Linked DNA regions of Mus musculus: region 2 is linked to region 1. A link is a contact called in public HiChIP or PLAC-seq data. All regions are on one chromosome and are shown on one strand. The core of a region is the stretch at or near the end of the contact, and the rest is flanking DNA. Distances in the headings are between cores, read along the strand shown.

Region 1 (4,542 bases), core at 308-2,807:
GAAAGCTTTACCTCTTTCACAGCAAGAACTTACCCTAGCTAATACCACTTCCGGGTTGTTGTTCTTGTGTTGTGTTCCTACCTCACAGAGAGCATAAGCGCCCCAAGGCTCCGGACTTTATCTTTTCATTGTGAGCCATTTGAAAGACCATCACTAAATGTCTGTTGAATGAATGCAGGACCTAGCAAATGTAGACACCTAAGAAGGATTCTGCTGGTTGTCTGACCTTTGTCCATTTAATTCAATATGTATTGTGGTGCACTAGGCTGTGCCTACCGTGTGGAATTTCAGTATTGTGATTTATTGTCAGGAGTGGAGATACCGGCATAGACGGCCAGACCCAGGCACAGATGGAAGGGAAAGGCGCCGCCATCCAGCCCTATACAGTCTTTTCCTTTCTCTGGTGGCTAGTGGACATCATGCGAGCCAGGTCACCACGGAGGTGCTGCCCCAAAGGAGTGACCCATCCACCTACTCATTTGTCTGCACGTATGTCTCCCAGATGTAGGAGGGTGGGCGTTACATTCACAACCACGGTCCTCTGGCTTCCAGAGAGCAAGCGTAGCATGGAAATCTCCTGTCTGCCCCAGCTCAGGAGCAGCCTGGGGTTCCGGAGATCACCCACTGGGATCACCCGCCTGGGTTCCTGGAGGAATGACACTCTGTGACGGCCCACAGAGAGCAGAGGTGGAGGGGACATGGAGACACAGTAGCCAATTTACTGGGGGAGATGAAGAGGCTGACTTGCACAGGGTAACGGAGATTTGAGGCAGAGGGATGGCAGAGGGCAGTCGCTTCCCAAAGGATTCATTGAGATCCCCCTCAGGGAGCTGCCACCACCACCCTCCTAGCAGAGCTGAGAGCGCACTAGGGCGTTTACACACTCCGTGGGAGGAGGTTGAGTACAGGAGTTTCACGATTTACACACAGTGTTTGGACGGGAAGATTAAAGTTGGGAAGAGATGGTCCACGCACCAGCACTTGGGGGAGGGGGCAGAGGCGGGCGGATCTCTGTGAGTTGGAGGCTAGCCTGATTTATGTAGTAAGTTCCAGGACACCCGGGGCTACACAGTAAGACCCTGGACGGAAGAGGAGGGGCTGAAGAGAGAGACAGACAGACAGACAGACAGAGAGAGACAGGGAAACAGAAAGAGAGAGAGTTAAGGATGGGGGCTGGATGCGGAGGATGGAAGAGCTTCTAGCAGAGTCTACACAGAACTTTTGTTCCCTCCCTCCCTCTTTACTCTTTACTCGCTCTACACCTCCCTCTTCTCTCTCTCTCTCTCTCTCTCTCTCTCTCTCTCTCTCTCTCTCTCTCTCTCTCTCGTCTCCAGGGACCGTCTCTCACATTCACTCTCCTTTCCTCTTTGATTTATGCTGCAGAGTGGAACGACCTTCCCTGACCTCATTTTCAAGTCGGTGCGAGCACACCCGGAGCCCGCACCGCACATTCCGGAGAAGGAAGAAGAAGCGCGAGCCACACTCACACACCCACACTCTCAACCATGGCGCACACCCGAGACTCGGACTACGGGACCCTGCCCAGGGCTCGAATTCACTCCAGCTCTAACGTCATTTTGGACCCTGCAAGGGCTGTGGCCGCTCAAAGAATAGAACCTCATTAGCATCTTGCTTTGAATATTATTTGCATTTTATTCATCTCCTGTCAAAACGCTCAGAACACTTCCTCAGCCCTCAGTTTTTTCCTTCTGCTGGAGAGTCTTAGGCTCCCATCTCAAGCAGATTTCCTGGGGGCCCCACCCTTGCCGTCCTCGGGTGGCCACAGTCCCCACCCAAAGGGCTGATCTCTAGACGTCTCTGCAAGTTCCAGGCTCTGTCCTAAGAATGCCATTCTAAACCCTTACAGCATCCACTGAGCAAAGTACTCCGTGAGAGCTGAGGAGGAAACTGAGTTTCAAAGGTGCCTTTGTCCGCCAGGTGTTAGAACTAAACAATCAGGAACGATGAACTTAAATCCAAGAAAACAGGACGTTGAAACCAAAAGGCTTCGCCACTTGTCTGCCCGGCCTCGTGCAAGGTCAAACCTAAGGCAACCACAGCAGGTCTGTTTGCCTTCATGGAACAAAGTCATCCTCATGCCAGCCACGACCCCTCCCCCAGCCCGGCCGCTGCGGGGGGGCGGGGGGGACCAGAGCCCATTCCCAGCTCCCCCTTGTCGCCGGGCTGGCCCCTTGTCCTGACCCCTTTCCCAAGCGCAGGATCGGCCTGGTCCGGTCGCCTGGCTCACGGGGTCGTCTGTGTGCACTGGCTAGTTAAGAAAAATAAACACCGTTCCGAACTAAGGCCATTTCTTTCAAGCCGAGCTCCGCCGCCTGCCAGAGAAATGCAAACAGCGGGGGTTGGGGGGCGGCCGGAGCTTGCCCCGGCCCCCCCGCGAGCGAAGCTGCGGGTGGGAGGGCTGGGCCGGGTAACCTGAGCCTCCGCGCCGGCTCCCCGCGCGCTGCCCTCCGCGTGCCCTTTCGCCCCTGACCCCGCCGGAGACGCGCCCGCCCTCTGCGGCGCCCCCCAACCCGGACCGGACCCTGGCCAGCACTGTCAGGCGCCCAGAGTTGCCCTCTTCCCCCAGCGCGTTCAGCACGGGGGAACCCCATCACTTTGGGTCACCCCTGGGGCTCCCCCAGCCTTGCTGCCACCTGGCTCCCATCAGCAACACTCTCCTGCTGTGGCCGCACACCAGGTCTAAGTGCTAGCTAGGGTCTTTAAACGCCAAAGAGAGAAGGGGAGGTGACAGGAAGCCTAACAAGGTTGGGGACCGCTTCTAGACGTGCCCCCGCAATGGAGAGGGACACGGAGGGTCGGGGAGGCACGGGAAAAGGCTCGGCTTGGCACAGCCTGGCCACCATGGGTCGGACCAGAGCAAAGTTTTAGCTTATAACCGAGAGTATTCAACCAAGGATGAACCAGGCTCGCAGCCAGGCTCGCAGCCAGGCTCGCTTTGAGGGTAGTTTATTCAAGATCTTCAAATAAATAAATAAATAAATAAATAGGGCTCGGGCCACCAGGGGGAGGATGTCCCCAGGCCGCTCCGAACTCTGCTGGGAGGAAGGAAATGTAAGTCACCGTGGACGCGACAGCGCCACCCTCGTTTGTCTTGGTTCTAGAGAGGCCAGCCGCTGCACGTGCGTGAACACTGCGGGGAAGAGTTGAGAACCTGGAATCTTAGCAGGATGGAGTCACCTACTCCGGGAAATGCCGCGCTGCGTGGGCCTAGCGATCTCGCCTGTCTGTCGTAGAGGCACCGTGGGATCCCCCACGCCCTCGTCCCCCTAAGGGCTACCGTTGGAGCTCTTCGGAACCTCAAGGCCTAGAGGATGAGAGAGTCGGCGGTGCGCCCGCATCGTTCGAATTCCTTCTCGGCGAAATGTGGACCAAGCTGATGGCTTGAGAAAAGTTTGGGTGTGAAGCTCCTGCTGGCTTCGGGTCACTTTCACTCACCCAGAGTCTGTAGCCCGTATCTGACCACCTGTCCTAAGTATTGTCTCCCAGAGGGGGCTTTCTCCTTCCCCAGCTCCTTGTCTAAGTTGCGGGCCAAGTGCTTTCCCGAGATGCTGAGCGCACAGGCGTTCCTGCACGTTTCTGGGCTCGCTCCCTGGTGGTCTCTGCACCTGCCCTAGGTTAAGGGGCGCACCTTGCTGGCTGCCGAGACTCAAGACTCCTCGGCAGTCCCAAACCTTGACTTTTCTGTAGTCTCCTGAGCTGTACAGTGCAACCAGAACTCGTCAGGCATGCGGGCCACTCGTTTGCGGGCGCGCACCTTTCCGGCACATATGTGCCCTGAGCTTTAGGGACTCCCGTCCTTGCACTTTGGTTAAGGGAACAGATGTGAGCCTGGGAGACTTTTCTTTACCTAAGCTTCAAATGGGAGTTCTTCTACTGGTGTAAAAAAAAAAGAGGTGTGTGTGTGTGTGTGTGTGTGTGTGTGTGTGTGTGTGTGTGTAAACATTGCTTCCAGTGTCCGGGATCTCTAGCTTCCTAAGTCGGTTCCCTTCTTCGCCCGACGCCAAGCAGTCCCACCAGAAAGAATCCATTCATTTGGGATCAAAAGCACCACTTTGGACGCGGGCAATAAATCTGTGCCCCTCAAGTCCTGCCGGCTGCTGCTCCTCCTGGACCCTGCCGTGTAGACGCCCTTAAAAAGAGCCCCTAGTGGGATCAGATTTGAAACTCCACCTTAGGGTTCTGGGTCCAGCCGCGTTTGACCGGTCAGACCCTCGACGCTTTTCCTCTAAGTCCGGCTTCCCCTTCTGTCACCCAACCCCCTGCCCTGGCGCTCAATCTCTGAGCGAGGACGCGGCTGACAGTTAAATTGCAATGTAGGCCGGGCTGGGGGTTGAGAAGGGACCGCGTGTCTTTAACGGGCCGTGCAGACAAAGCGTCTATCCTCGGAGCAAGAGAAGCCGGGCGCAGCCTAGCACAGACCTGTCAGCGTGTCTCCCGCGCTTGGGAGAGAGTTTGCGAAGTCATAATTATATCTCTTAACCTGTCTTGCTCTCTGTAGAAGAAGGTCCCATTATATTGAAA
Region 2 (4,723 bases), core at 1,178-3,677, 240 kb before region 1:
TCTGTCTCGTTCTGTCTTCATCTGTGTCAAGCTTGTTCTCTCTGCAACCTGTCTTTATAAAACTCTCCCAATAAAACTGCCTTTGCTCTCTCTCTACATTGCCCCTCAAGTAGCTTCCCGTTCCTCTCTCTTCTTGGGAGAATTGGGCAGATTCTATTCTGTTGAATCTTTCTCTGACTTTTCACTTTCTCTGCCACTCAATTAGACATCACTTGCAACATGGGTGCTTCCAACTACAAACTAATTTTACCTTTACTGTTTGGGATTAAAAGTGTATACTAAAGACATGTCTGTATTCTAGCCAGAGGGATTAAAGGTGTGATTAAAGGCTGAGCCATGCTACAATTAAAAACAGGTTTGTTTGTTTGTTTGTTTTCAGTTAACACAATCTCAGAGTTCTCAGTGTGATCAAATATCCTGCAACAATCATTAATTTAGTACAGCCAAGGATCACCTGAGAAGACAGTCTCAGTCAGGGGTTGTCTAGATCAGGTCGGTTGTGGGCATGCCAGTAGAAGAGTGTATGAGTTATGATCTTCACTGTGTTAACTGATGTAGGAAGACCCAGCCCACCATGGGTGGCACCATTCCCTAGGTAGGGGATCCTGGACTAGATGAGTGAAGAGAGGTGGCTGAACACAAGAAGCATGCATTTATTTATTCTCTCTGTGCCTTTGACCCTGAATGTGACTAGCTGCTTCAGGTTCCTACCTTCGCTTCTCTGTGACAGCAGACTGTAACCTGGAATTGTAGGCTGAATAAATGGTTTGTTGTTGTTGTTGTTGTTGTTTTCCCTCCTAAAGCTGCTTTTGTTAGTACCTTTTATCACAGCGACAGAAATGAAACTATGATGACCACAATCTGGATACTATGGGGCCTCGTTGCTACTGGGCTAGTCACTAATTCTGGGCTTTTTTTAGTGGGTAGAGGCAAGAACTCTTCAATCCTTTATTTTTTCAAGATGGCACCTTATATAGACCAGGCTAACCTTAAACTTGAATTATATCTTAGGATAACTGTGATCTCCTGATCCTTCTGCCTTCCACATCCCTACTACTGGGATTACAGGATTACATTGACTAATTGTTTGTTAGACACTTTCAATAGAAAACTAAGATGAGGACCCTTGAGATGATTCAGCAGGGGTGAAGGCTCTTGATGCCCAAGCCTGAGAACTTGAGTTTAATCCTTAGAACCCCCATAAAGGTAGATAGAAAGAACCAATGCCACAAAGCTGTCACCTGATCTCTCTCTATGTCCAGATTATGTCAACTGTGACCCCCCCATAATAATAAAGTAATTCATAGAAAAAAATTCTATGGAGTTCTATGGAAATTCAGATGGAGTTACCACCTTCATCATGTGTCTTTGTCTTTCTCCCACCCAGAGAACCTTACCTCCAAACAGTAGTGTTAGAGGCTCAAATAACAACTCATTTGCTTTGTGTCACATAGGTGGTACAAAAGTCACAGGATAGTGGCAGCAATGCCCCTGCCAACACTGTGCTCTCTGACGCTGTTATCACTTTAAGCGCTGCTTTATTCTTAGGGCATATTACACCCGAGGAAGCAGACAAACGACTATGCAAAGTTGGTACTCAGTTCATGTGTTTCTTTGCCTCCTGCCCGCCTTCTTCCTCATTCTCCCTTCCCGTCCTCCCTTTCCTCTGCTTTTTACTCTTGCCCTGCATATTCTCCCCCTCTCTCCCTTCTCTCTCTCCCCCTCCTCTCCCTCCCCTGCTTCTTAATCTTTCTCCTGCATATTCTCCCCCTCTCTGCCTCTCTTTTGTGAGTGTTTTTGTGACGCTATGATGTAATAAAAATTCGTATTTGGTCTCTAGATCAGGTTCTTGAGACAGAATCCCTAATGTCCTTGTAGATGTGAGTACTTTGTTCCATTTGGGGTTTTTCACTCTGGATTCCTGACTTTGATCTCCTGAGATAGCTGTAGTTGTCTGAATGGGGAACAGCTGACAGGAACACCTACATTTCCTAAGTGGTAGGAGCCCCTTGGTGGGCTCTGAGCTAGCGTCAAGATGGGGGCTAGTTGCCGGGGGAGAACCAGGCTAAGAGGGCTGAGAATTTCAGGTCTACTTTCAAATTTCAGGGAAGGATAGGGGCTGAAGATAAGTAGTCAACCATGGCCAATGATGTCATTGTGTCCTGGTGATGGTGAAGCTTCTGTGATGAGACAGAGTTCAGAGAGCTTCTCAATGGATGAACATGTAGGGGTCCTTGGAGGTGGCAGAGCTGGAAGACAAGGATGCTCTGCCGCCTAAAGGCTCTTTCTGTCCTGATGGAGGCATTAATGCCTTCACAGAAAAGGGTTATTAGAGAATCTCTGCTTTACTGAACATAAAGACCAGAACCAGGTTTCACGGCCAGCCTCAGTAGACTCTCCGCACGGTGGCGCTGTTTCCCTACGTTGTCCTGTCTATGCTGGGTCACAGCCCTCTTAGTGGCAAGAGATAAAGCCAGAGCCAAGGCCAGACTGACCTCTGTTAACCCCCAAATGTTCCTAAAGCTATTTTTAAAGTTATGGAACATCTACCCTAAAATTATCATTTGCTTCTGAATTTGAAAAGCAAGCAAGAATCATTCTTAAATTGGTTGCTGGAAATTGAGACTCAATTAAAGATTCAATTTAAGTCTTTTTAAGGGGAGATTTTAAAGCAGCAACTAAGAAAAATTAAAATTTGAAGACCCGTGTGTAGAAATTATAACTCAAGTTATGAGAACACTTACGAAGAAGCCAACACCCCCAGCACACATGAGTGCTGTCAATACTTAGGATAAAACCTCTCTTTGGGTTTCTTTTGTGTTTGTTTAACACAGTCTTTCCGTGTAGCCCAGGCTGTCCTAGAACTCACAGAGACCCTCTTGCTTCTGCCTCCAGAGTGCTGGGATTACAGGCGTGGTCCCCCACACTCAGCTTGTTTAATGTCCTAAAAAAAGAAGAAGAAGAAGAAGAAAAAAGGCTAGCCTACATCTTTTTTTTTTTTTTTTTTTTTTTTTTTTTTTGGTTTTTCGAGACAGGGTTTCTCTGTGTAGCCTTGACTGTCCTGGAACTCACTCTGTAGACCAAGCTGGCCTCGAACTCAGAAATCCGCCTGCCTCTGCCTCCCAAGTGCTGGGATTAAAGGCGTGTGTCACTACCGCCCGGGTAGCCTACATCTTTTAAATTCTTGTGCAACCAGAGCTGGCTATATACTGTGTTTTACAAGAAATGAAGTTTACTGGCTGCAGACCTGGCCCACAGACCTCTGATTCAATCCCCCATGTCCTCTCCCTTTCTTCACCTGGATGGAGACGGTCCCCCCAGATGCTCTAGTTTCTCAAGGTGACAGACACCCTTGTGGGAAAGAACGTGGGTGCCTGGATGTCTGTGTGGAGCAGAGCCTCCTTGGTAACTGACACTGGAGCTGGGATGAGAAGCAAGCTCGTGTCCGGGTGGTGTGTTACCACAGCTAGCTCACCTACAGCTCAACAACAATGTGACTCCCATGTCTGTGGGAGCTTCTGCCTCTTTCAAATTCTCTCCTCTCATTAACTCAACCAAAGGACCAGAACTTCTCAGGCTACTTGCTTAGGGTCACCAAACCACCCTCACACTGATCTCTCTTTGGGGGCAGAATCTTTCCCAGCTCCTTCAAGATTTAGTGTCTTTCCAAGACTGGCCACCAGACTTCTCATCAGAGGTTACATCCCTGTGCTGGTTAGCGGTTTGTTAACTTGACAGAAGCTCTAAGACCATCTGGGAAGAGGAAAATTAATTGGGATAATGTTACCATAGGATTGGCCTGTCGGCAACACAGTGGGGCATTTTCCCGATTCATGATTGATATGGGGAGGCCACAGCTCATTGAGGGTGGTACCTGGGTAGGTGGTCTCCTTCTATCCGTTGGGGAGCAGAGTGGGTGGTAACCAGGATTCCTCCATAGTTTCTGTTTCAGTTCCTGCCTTCAGGTTCCTTCCCTGACTTCCATCGTTAATGGCTCTTGATGAGGACGTGAAAGCCAAATAAATCCCTTCTTCCCCAAAGGACTCTTGGTCATGGTGTTTATCACTGTAATGGACCGCTAACCAGAACACCACTGCTGTGTTTCTCAAGTCCTTCTCCTCAGCATCCATGTCCCAAAGAAACGGACATCACTCCTCTGCCTCTTGCTTCATAACAGCCCCGAGCCTCTGCACCTCCCTGTGGCTTCACCTCTGTCCTCCATTGGGTGGTGACAGATCAGGTCTTCTCCTCAGAGCCCCCTCCCACTCCAAGTATAACCCCCACATGGACTCTTGCACCAACTATTGCAGTAACTGTGTTTAAAAACGAATGTGAGTTGTTAATCCCACCAAACAAGATTACCCAGAGTCTTTGGTCAAATTCAGCAAGCTTGATTTTCTGTCAGGGCCATCTCCCTAAAGTGGGGTTTGTGGAAATAGTATTGAACATATGAAAAAGTAGGGCTTCTATAGCCCCCCAAAACCTGCAAGACTAGAAGAGGTCTAAGGGTTGGGAAGATTTCCAGAGGAATTTTAGTAGAAACTTGGCTGAACATCTAAAAATTATTTGGTAGAACATCTTATCAGGATGGAGGTCAGGGTACAGGGTGCGGAACATGTCAAATTCCAGAAGATGGGTTAAGACCTGGTTAAATCCAGGTTTTACAGAAAATAGGAGTGACTTTATAATAAGATGGCTTTTAATCTTAAAGTGGAGTCAGAAT

The links. HiChIP or PLAC-seq counts read pairs in DNA pulled down with a chosen protein or histone mark.
Region 2: a contact with region 1 is called in a CTCF HiChIP or PLAC-seq map of pro-B cells, with 19 times the contacts expected there. The contact joins two enhancer-like sites. A contact is called at or near these places in 3 of 39 promoter capture datasets (embryonic stem cells, hippocampal neurons and neural stem cells), 5 of 15 datasets of contacts at CTCF or cohesin (embryonic stem cells, large pre-B cells, pro-B cells and 1 more), 70 of 484 Hi-C or Micro-C datasets (the 63-12 cell line, the AtT-20 cell line, B cells and 41 more), 10 of 115 datasets of contacts at active chromatin or transcription factors (astrocytes, bone marrow-derived dendritic cells, bone marrow-derived macrophages and 5 more) and 4 of 9 other capture datasets (adipose tissue, embryonic stem cells, liver and 1 more).

What each region holds. Positions count from the first base shown.
Region 1 is chr17:48,095,671-48,100,212 of GRCm38.p6, reverse strand. It overlaps a transcript of 9830107B12Rik not described here. Among named protein-coding and RNA genes, the nearest start is that of A730006G06Rik, 7.6 kb to the right of the region's middle. Within about 2 kb of position 1,557, at least 68 of the 459 cell types and tissues checked have an H3K27ac peak or open chromatin away from gene starts, as enhancers often do. A contact at or near this core is called in the CH12 cell line and pro-B cells, where this site is marked.
Region 2 is chr17:48,334,750-48,339,472 of GRCm38.p6, reverse strand. No RefSeq gene overlaps it. Among named protein-coding and RNA genes, the nearest start is that of Trem2, 9.3 kb to the left of the region's middle. Within about 2 kb of position 2,427, at least 7 of the 459 cell types and tissues checked have an H3K27ac peak or open chromatin away from gene starts, as enhancers often do. A contact at or near this core is called in the CH12 cell line and pro-B cells, where this site is marked.